2 separate regions of the Gossypium hirsutum genome follow, and region 2 is linked to region 1. A link is a contact called in public Hi-C data. All regions are on one chromosome and are shown on one strand. The core of a region is the stretch at or near the end of the contact, and the rest is flanking DNA. Distances in the headings are between cores, read along the strand shown. Region 1 holds the start of LOC107909789 (protein ENHANCED DISEASE RESISTANCE 4). Region 2 overlaps LOC107909792 (a long non-coding RNA gene).

Region 1 (5,175 bases), core at 1,206-3,705:
TGTTCAACGGGATAAGCAAATTGTTCTGGAAAAAAACCAAAGTAAGAAGGTCCTGCTTCCGCACCATGCTTATCAGGTCCATAGAAAGGCATTGAGGGCTTCTGCACTCCAGAAGAACTATTTGGAAACCAGCTATCAGTACCACCATAAGACTCTGGAGGAACTACCCTCCTATCAAGCGGAGCCTTCTCTTTTGGTTTATCAGCCACATCACAAGACTGACTAAGTTGCTCCTTTAGCTCATCTAGCTTCCTTAGAAGCACAGCTCGATCTTGGTCAAGGTGAATTCTACTAGAACCATCCAGGTCAGTTTGATTCTGCAACGATTCACGATAACCATAAGAAGAATCCAAATTAAGGTTTGATGGGCCTTCATCTGGGTGTTTTGAGGTAGAAAATCGCACACCTTCAACGACAACTCTTGGAATTCTCTGAAATTGCTCCATCTCTTCTTGTTTCCCAGCCTGCCAATCAGACATCTGTCCCAGTCTTTGTGATCCACCAGTATATACAAAATTGGAATCCAAATCCTCCTGTTCTCTTCCAATAGAATTCACTATATCATCCTTGTTCCTGCTAATATCATTTGGGTTCTCAAGAGACCATTTATCACCAGCAACCTTTGATTCACTCCTACTTCTATCACTGCACTCAACATCATTATTCTCTGGATCCCTTTGATCACACGTCAAAAACCCAGCACTTGATTTAACATCTGCATCAGAGGCATCACTTGAGTCTACTATTCCCTTCTCGGAGGAAGTTTGGGATTTGGTAGAAACTCTGCCAAGACTGTCTTCTTTCGACTTGTCCAAGAAAGTATCTGCTTCATGATTCCTAAGTTTAGCTGTTAAGCAAATAACATTACACTATTAAAACAAGAAAAAACTACAAATTTCATGGAAGATCAACACTAAAAAGTTCAGAAAACAACAAGAAACCGAAATCAAAGCCTTAAATGGTTTTATTATTTTGATCTCAACAAAAATACTCCATAGAATATACTTTTATGACCATATCAGATTCTGACTATTGAAAAGAGGAGGCTGAAGCGCACTCGATTCTTTTATTGCCTTAGAAAAATGGCAAGCTTACTCATCAATCGGATTGAGGGCATTATAGAACCAATAAAATGAAAAGAACAAAAAAAAAGAAGAAGCAAAACCCCAATAAAATGAAAACCAAGCAATACCCAACTTCGAGTTTTCACAGAATGCACCATGCCCATTGTTGGTAAATACAAAACAACTATCATTAGCATTCTAATAAGATTCCAGAGTCATAAACAGCACACATGATCCACACCTCAACTATACCTTACCTTTCAATTTAACCAATGGGTTCAAGTTTGAACATTTACAGGAAGCTTATTAACATGGATCCAGGATCCAGGATCCAAAATCGATTTTCTGTCTCGTCTTCACCAACCAAACAAACAACTAGGAAAAAAGAAAGAGAGGAGAAAGCAACGGTACCTCGAAGAACAGCACCGCAGCCACCACACTGGTAAACCGAATAATCAGCAAGCTCTGGGAGAAGGTTTTCACACTTTGGACACCGAACCAACCTCACTTTGGTTGACTCGGCCATCTTTTGAATCGTTCAAAGCCTTATGTGCCAAAACAATGCAATACTTCTCTAAAACTTATTTTAAAGAGCTTGAGAATCTCTTGCAACAACTATCATCATCAAACACATTCAATTTAAGGAAAAAAACAACAACTCTTTTTAGCTAAGTTTGGTAATAGGAAATAAGAGAAAACCAAGAGCGGAAGGGAATTGATAAGCTGAATTAAGGTTCTATTTGTTTTGTTTTTAAGCAAGTTTCTCTTGGATTTCTTAGCGACCAAACAGGGAAAGGAAAGTTTGGGGAAGAGAGGTTAAGACAATACAATGAAGGATCCCAGAATTTGTGAGAAACACTCTGAAATTTGCTGTTGAAAGAGAATAGTTAAGTGTGCTCTGAAGCAACCTGAGTTTGTACTCTGCTCAATTTTTGTTCCACTTTGGGTACCGAGAAAGAGAAGAAAAAATACAAGAACTAGAAAAAGACAGAGAGACCCCGAAACCGAGTGTACCCTGGACCGTTTCCCAATGGGTGCAGGTAAAGAAAAAAAAAAGCCATCGAAAAGCCATCGTTTTCTACTTACATACTATTGGCTATTGCAACAAGTACAACCCCTTCAAACATCAACAGCTTCTGGGTCTGGCCTCCACTATGGAATCTCCTCCTTTTTTTCACTTAGTCTTTTTTTCTTAATTTTCTTAATTATTTTTATTATTTTACTGTGTTTAGAACTTTATTCGATCCAATATATTGCTTTTTTTTGGGACCTTAGTGTTGTGACGGGTGAGAGAGAGACAGAGAGAGAGCAAAGCAGAGATTTGGAGGTTGTGAAAAGAAGTGAAAGGCCCCCCCTCTGTTTATATTTGCAAACTTCTCTTCCATTTCTGAGTTCTGACCACCCACATCTTTAAACTTTAATCACTCACTCTGTTTTTTTCTTTCTTTTTATAAATTTATATTTTTTACATTTTGGAAAGTGAATGTATATATGTTTATGTGCCCCACAGCTCACCTAACATGGGATTAGGTCCCACTCTTGCTTATTATTTTACCAATTTTTGTCACATACACGTTGCATGGGTTTTCTCATTACAACACAATCATGGACCAATTTTCAGACCAGTTTTCTAGACCTCCCTGGGATTACATCTAATTTTGTTACTAAAGAATGACTGGTGATGGGTTTCAGGATTCAGATTGGGAATGGGAGAAATATAGGTGCTCGATGATGAAGGGAGATGAAACGTGCATCGAGGAATGAGATAGGGATGGTGAGGTTATTAACTTCTAAATTAGGTTACATTTAAGTCAATCAATAATGAATTGCAAGTGTGATGTTTTAAAATAGTCACCATCCATGCCTACCCCAGCAAGCAAAATAAAATTTAATGAAGAAAACACCTTGAGACTCTGTTCCCCTTTCCTTGTATTCCCTGTATTCTTAAGATTAAAATAATAAGGGTGAAATGTGAAGTTATTTATAAGATAAGCCTGGGAATTTAATTTCAGTAGTTCTCTTCTCGGAATTCCATTGGAACTTGATGATGAAAGCAACCCATCGAAGTGCTGCTGGTGTGGCATTGATCTCACCATTAATGACGCCTTTCTCACTCGCTTTGACTTCACCCTCCCAATGCAGACAATGAGCAAACGAACAACCACTGTCCCTTTATTAATTGTAGTAATAGTAGATAGAAAGAAGAAACCACCCCCCCCCAAAAAAAAAAAAATCAAACATTTGCATATATTTGAGGATGTTGATTTTTATCCAATATTTACTACGCCTACTTGCTTCTAGGTTAAACTTTTGGTTGAAACTTCAACGCTTTGCTTGATTTGATTACTTTCCCACAGGAAAATGATGCAAGTCCAGTCCTCATATTGCATCTAAAATTATTTGGATATTCAAATGGTAAGTGGGAGACTTGAAATTTACTATATGAAGTTTGAAGAAAAGTTGATGGTCAAAAGGGGTTGCTTAATGGTAATAGAATTAGTATTATACAAATTAGTTTGTGGATGAAGACTTCTATTAAGTGTGGGTCATGAAACATAAATAAAACAAAGGGTGAGATTCCCTATATATATAAGTTGGCTTAAATAAAGAGTGTCCCCATAGCTGGCTGTAGATTCTTTCAAGGACTAATTGACTAAATGGGCATGTTCTATTTGGAAGGGAATAAGGGAATGCCAAAAAATGGTCCCAAAAGCTATTCAACTCTTCAAATAGTTGAGTCCCCTATAACTGAATTTCCTGGTCGTTGTTCACCCTTTTAACTAAAAACTTGTAAACTAGTGCTACATCGAATGGCCCAGACCAGGCAATGGGAGGCCCATGCTCAGGAGCTTTAAGGCAACGAAAGACCTAATTTGGAAGCAACTGAAACTGATTAGTGCTATGCATATTAACTCCCAAGACTTGGGTTTTTATGCACATGGCTGGCCTAAAAAACCAGCCTGTTAAATCATTCTCTGACCCAAATCAGGTCTTTTGGGGAAGAATTGTGCTGCATCAGAACCAACTTTGCTTGGTTAATTAACACCAAGAATTAAGAAAAGCAGCATCGATGAACAATAAACATAATTGCCTTTGAATCAATTACATTGTTTTGTATGCTACTTGTTGCAAAGGCAACTGAATCCTGATCTTAACTTTATAGCCTTATCCCTCCTTTGTCCAAACCTTCTTTCCTTCCAACACTTGCTCTCATGAAGTTCACGCGAGCTGCTCCTTAGAGAAGATGATTCCTTGGCTATGGATTTGCTTGTGGGATCTGCAATGCTAACTGGCGTGAAATCAGTGGGATGAGAAATTCCGGTCATTGGCCTCTTCGAACCATCTCAATAAGGCAGTTCTATTAGATGCGGGTCGATCACATGACTGAGTGATACCAAATCATACGAATCATATAAACGGCTGCCACAATCCCACGTAGCAAATGTTGATGAATCTTCATTTTTCCCTTTGGTTTTTATCTTCTTCATTTGAGTTTAAATAAAATTTCTGGGGGATTGTCATATTGGTTTATACATAAATGATTACACGCAGTCATTATAATATTCAACAAATTTGAGATTCGAATCCCAAGCCATCACCTTATTCCCAATCAACTACCCATGAAAAAGAAAAGATAAAAAATAAGGGAAATACTCATAAAAAACTGGGTTTAAACGTAAGCAATTAGAATTACAGCATACCATGTAAAGCAGAATTTGCACTTAAATTAGCAGTAACATGGGATTTCTTCAACCAGGCTATTCCACAATTATTGTTGGGATTTTATCATTTTCTTATTTGGTTTTGAAGTAACAGTTCAAATCCCTTTTTATGGTAGCTACATCGTCATATCACAACAATATATATGGAAAAAAAATGCAAAATAAAAACAACATAAAGTTTTTATATTTTTAATTTTTGTGGTATTCTTATTCACCACCAGCAATGTTCTATTTTCTCCAATTAATAGCTATGTAGTTTTCCATGTCCAGTTTACATTTGGATGAACGTAGGTAGCACCAGCAGCAGAAAAAGAGAAACAGATATGAACCAGAACAGTGAAGAACAACACGCTAGAAAAATATATTAATTTAATACATCAACATGTTAA
Region 2 (5,175 bases), core at 822-3,321, 45 kb before region 1:
TTCAACCAATTTACTCGTGCCCTTTGTTCCCAATATCGCTTGTCTTTTTCAATCTCCAGATTGAGATGAATTTTTGTATCGATGAGCTCCTCCTATATTTCATCATTCCTCTCGGATTCCAACAATTTAGCCAGTTTGGCATTTAACTCTGCCTTCTTTCCGTTTCTACTATTTCAAATCTGGTCAGTCTATCTCTTGAGACCCGCGTTAACTCTATCCAGTTTGTTCAATAAATCACCTTCAGACATCTCCCAAATATTTCTAACTTCAGTAAAAAAGATTCTTCTAAAACCCACCATGCTTCAAATTTGAAGTGATTTTGAGTGCGCTGCATAACATCGCTTTTCGTGGTAATGAGTAGTGGACAATGGTTTGAGAAAGAGTGAGGAAGATGCTGGACTTGAAAATCAGGGAACAAAGAAAACCAATCTGTATTTGCTACTCCCCGATCCAAACGTTCTTGGATATTCGTTTCTGGTAGTTTCTTCTCTCCCAAGTAAACCAATTTCCACTGAATCCCAAATCCATCAAATTGCAATCCTTCAACACTGTATGAAAAGCTTTCATTCTCTCCTCCTCTCGTGGCATACCTCTTTTCTTTTCAAAACCATACATTATTTCATTAAAATGTCCACACACCACCCATGGGATCTCTCCATCATTGCCTAATTGCCGCAAAAGGTTCCATGCTTCATCTCTACCTTCTAAATAAGGAGATCCATAAAAACCTGTAAACCTTCATTTGATTCTTTCGCCTTCGTCTTCTATTATCACATCAATATGTCTTTTCGAGAAACTTTGCAGCCTAACGTTACTGTCCCCCCTCCAAGCCAAACCTAATCCACCTCTAGATCCATTTGAATCAACTTCAATGCCATTAAAAAAACCACAGCTTCTTCGAGCTCGTTCCATTTGACACCTATCGAGTTTTTTCTCCATAAAGAAGACCATTTGGGGATTGTATAACTTCAGTGAGTACCAAAGTCTACGAATTGTCCATGGATTTCCCAAGCCACGGACATTCCAACTTAAGATTTTCATTGCGCCTGGTCGGCTTGCCCCTTGGCAGTCGCCGATATTAAGTGATTAATTTCCCCTCCTCTTCTATTTCTTATTGCCAAGGTATTAAACTCTTCCTTAGCCGATAAATCTTCAATCTCCCCCTACCTCTCTTTTTTCTTCCTCCTCTATTAACACGTCATCTTTAAGATCATGTTCTATTAAAGTATGGAATTGACCAGCACTTGAATTTCCCCCTTCTTTCCATACGGTAGATAATCTCCCTTCCAAATTAACACCCAGTATTGGATCTAGCTTTCCTTTATATCCTAGAATTTGTCTTCCCTCCCTGTTGTCACCCCATTCTCCCTCTCCTTCTTCTCGAAGCCAAACACTAATCATCGTTAGAGCTCTACGAGATTGTGCTCGTAATGATAAGTCCCATCCCATCTCAGCAACTTCCACCCTTAAAGCTATTTTTGCTTCACAAAAAGAATCACTATGACCTAATTGACCACAGTAAAAGCAAAACAATGATAATCTCTCATATTTGAATCTAACATATGAACAGCTCCCGTAAAACATAATCTGTTTCTTCCTTTTCAAAGGACGTCGTACATCAATTTGGACTGTAACTCTCATAAAATTCTTGTTTTCCTTCCCTAGATTAGAGCCATTAGATTAGAGCCATCATATTCCATGTAAGTACCTATAAAGTTTTCCAATTGTATTGCCAGATTTTCAGAAAAAAACCCTATAGGAACAGCATGAATTTGTACCCAGAAATGTGCATAAATTAATGGAACTTTGGATGGGTTCTCCCCCCATTGCAGTTTATGTAACAACAATAAATGATTATTAAAGGTCCATGGTGACCCTTTTATAACCCTCTCCATATCCATAACCTGATAAAATTGAAACAGATACCTTTTTTCCCTCAGATATCGGACTTGAACCCCTTTTACTGGGTGCCATAAATTCGCCATGGTACTCTTCATTTCTGGAAAGTGTATAATGCTAGCCGTTAAAAAACAGCCCCCTAATTGATAAGCCCCCACTTCCTTTTTCTGGATTCGGTTCGATTTGCACTTGAAGAATTGCTTCCTCCTCTTCATTGATAGTGAGACCAGCGAATTCTGATTCCATAATGTTGATCGAAATTCAACTATGTGTATTAATTTGGTAAAAGAATGAAGAAAAATTATCGAATTATCACTGCAAACAAGCAAACAAAAAACCTAAAAAATAAAACCCTAAACCTGGCAGAGAGAGCAGACAAAGATGTGCTAGTAAAGCAGACCTACGTTAATTTTTTTAATCCTTTGATAAATGAGAAACTTTATATTTTTATGCCTTCTAAAAATTTATTATTTAATTTAATTCCTTTTAAAAATAATTTAACTCTAATACCTCAAAATTTTATAATTTTATGTCCCTTCTACTAAAATTTCTAACTTCGTTACTATAAAAAAGTTAATATATATTTTGCATGTTTAACTTGTTCATTTGTATTTAATTGGCACTCGAACTTATATTCCATCAACCAAGTTGGTATCTTCGCACTAACACCATTAATTTGTGTTGACATGGCACTACAAGTCAATCCGATGATACTACGTGGCAGTCTCTTAGTATACCAACATGTTGAACATAACTTTAAAAAGATAAAAAAATAAAAATATATAAATAAAAAATATTTTTTTTCACGTCAAGAATAAACTTAGACAAGTGGTTGTCCAGATTCATTTCATATGGAATTTTAGTAATCTTATATTTTATTTTATTTATAAAATATCAGTTTTGGGTTATTTTATTTTAAAATATATAAAAAATAAATTTATAAAAAAATATAGACAATTAAAAATGTATAAAAAGTCTATAATATTTTGAAAAAAATATAAAAAATTATAAAAAAAGAATATATAAATACATAAAAGAACTAAAAAGCATAATTAAGATGAATTTGAATAAATAATTTTTCAGATACATTTGAATTTGGATAACCATCTGTTTAGGTTCATTGTTGATGTAAAAATTATTCAATATTTTTTTATTATTTTATATATTTTTAATTTCACAATAATAAAAATAACCTAATATTTTGTAAAAAATGAAATATATAAAATTACTAAAAACATATTTAAAACAATCAGTTATTGGAGTTTATTGTTGATGTGAAAAATTTTATTTTTTATTAATTTATATATTTTTAAAGATTTTTTTGATTTATGTTTAAATATGATATATTGAGAGGCTGCAATGTGATGGTACTGGGTTGACTAACAATACCACTTCAGCACAATTAACTCTATTAATATAAAAGTACAAATTTAATTGATAAAATATAAAATATATATGAACGCTAAAAAATGTAAAATTTAAAGGTCTATTGCAGACATTCTTCCATTTAAAAAAATGAATATCCCGTGAATGAAGTGTAGAATTGACGAGACAGGTAATATCTGGATTCTTTGGTCATTTTTTGACACTAACAAGTGACGGATAAGATAGATTATACTTAGAAGAGTATAAAATCGAATTTTTTTTTAAAACCATCTAAATATAAATTGTAAAAATGAATTAATTTCATGTCAATGCCACTCCACCTACTTTCAATCAATGCTAGGCCATCACTAAGATGTGTTGCAACAAGTATTTTTCTTCGGTCGTTGGGTCCACCCCTTTGGCATGATTGGATGCCCATTCAAACTTCCAACTCTAAAATGCAACACGTCACTGTGGCCATCGGCCACACCAATCCCACCCACTTCATTATGTAAGGGAAATAGTTAAAAAAGGAGGAGATGAAAGAACTTAAAACCAGAAACTCCCAAGAAACTCTTAACATTTAAACATATAGGCTAAGCTAACCTGTAGTTACAAACAGATGGCCTGGACCATTTACAGGAGAAGTGAAGATAAATTTATATATAAAACATATATTAAGCATAAAAATCTAGATGGCTGTACGGTTCCTCCACCTAGTAGCCACCTCGGAAAGTGCCTTGGTGGAAGACCCATTTTCAGAAAGTGCCTTTGCCGCAGCTTCCTTCAGGTCCTTCATTCTATTTCGAACACCTTTCCCTTCTTCACCCTCCATTAGACCCTTAACAGCCTTTGCAATCTCGTCTCTGCAAACTAAACCGTTTTCGTTGGGTTCTGTTCGCAGTGCCACTTTAATATCTTGGGTTAGCATCGCGGCATTCATTTTTTGCTCAGCGTAGAGCGGCCAGGCGATCAAAGGAACCCCGTTAACGATACTTTCCAGAGTAGAATTCCACCCGCAGTGGGTCAAAAACCCTCCGGTAGAGCTGTGGCTCAGCACTTGAGCCTGTGGTGCCCACGATGGCACCACTAGACCCCGCCCTTTTGTCCTCTCCAGAAACCCCTTTGGTAGAAAATCGAAAGGGTCCTTCTGGCTCTCCGCACTGAAAAAGTGGCGTTAGCAACCTTATCGTTTGGGCTTCTTACAACCCACAAGAATCGGTGCTCACTCATCTCCAACCCCACCGCCAATTCGTTTAGCTGGTTGGAAGACAGGGTCCCACCGCTCCCAAAAGACACATACAAAACCGAGCCATGTGGCTGCTCATCTAGCCACTTCAGGCAATCCATCCCATCAGCTTTGCCTTTGTTACTCGCGTCAAAGTTAACAAGTGGACCAACCGGGTAAACCGGGGGCTTATCGGGTTCTTTCTCTTGCAACGCCTTCGTTGCTCCTGCTTCCAACTCCACGAAACTGTTCACCATTATGCCTTCAGCCAATCTATACCTCTTTGCATGATGAAGCAACCATTTGTAAGCGTCGTTTTTCCTGTCTTGAGCCGGGTCCAGCAGTTCTTTGCCGCGAATAGGTATGCAGCCTGGAATCCTCACTTCAGGCAACTCCTTGTACTCGCACGAAACCATTTGGTCAAGCTTCGGCAGGTCATGAAACAGAGACAAGGCCATGGCCGTGGAGGGGTAAAATATGTACGGCGAGAGGTTGAATTCTCCGGTGACATCAAATGCGTCTGTCCCAAAAAGATCAACCACCAAACCGACGAGTTTTGTCTTTGCAGCCAGCGACTTCAAAGCATCCCGAAGGAACGACAGAGAGCGAGCCACCGTTAAAGAAATCACGGTTTCAATCTTTGCGTCTTGAGGGAGGTCACTCAAGTCAACAGGAGGAAGGAA

The links. Hi-C and Micro-C count contacts between places; a contact is called where the count stands out from the background.
Region 2: a contact with region 1 is called in a Hi-C map of leaf, with 2.8 times the contacts expected there. The contact joins the enhancer-like site here to the promoter of LOC107909789 in region 1. A contact is called at or near these places in 24 of 34 Hi-C or Micro-C datasets (anther, callus, cotyledon and 5 more).

Annotation. Positions count from the first base shown.
Region 1 is chrA11:9,533,164-9,538,338 of Gossypium_hirsutum_v2.1, reverse strand. LOC107909789 (protein ENHANCED DISEASE RESISTANCE 4) reads right to left here and starts at 2,455. Exons shown (of 5, transcript XM_016837442.2): 1 at 1,476-2,455; 2 at 1-847. The coding sequence starts at 1,590.
Region 2 is chrA11:9,577,622-9,582,796 of Gossypium_hirsutum_v2.1, reverse strand. It overlaps LOC107909792 (a long non-coding RNA gene), which reads left to right. Exons shown (of 5, transcript XR_005904820.1): 5 at 1-2,323. It also overlaps the pseudogene LOC107909791. Among protein-coding and RNA genes, the nearest start is that of LOC107909792, 6.8 kb to the left of the region's middle. Within about 2 kb of position 2,071, at least 9 of the 9 cell types and tissues checked have an H3K27ac peak or open chromatin away from gene starts, as enhancers often do. A contact at or near this core is called in cotyledon, fibers, leaf and 1 more, where this site is marked.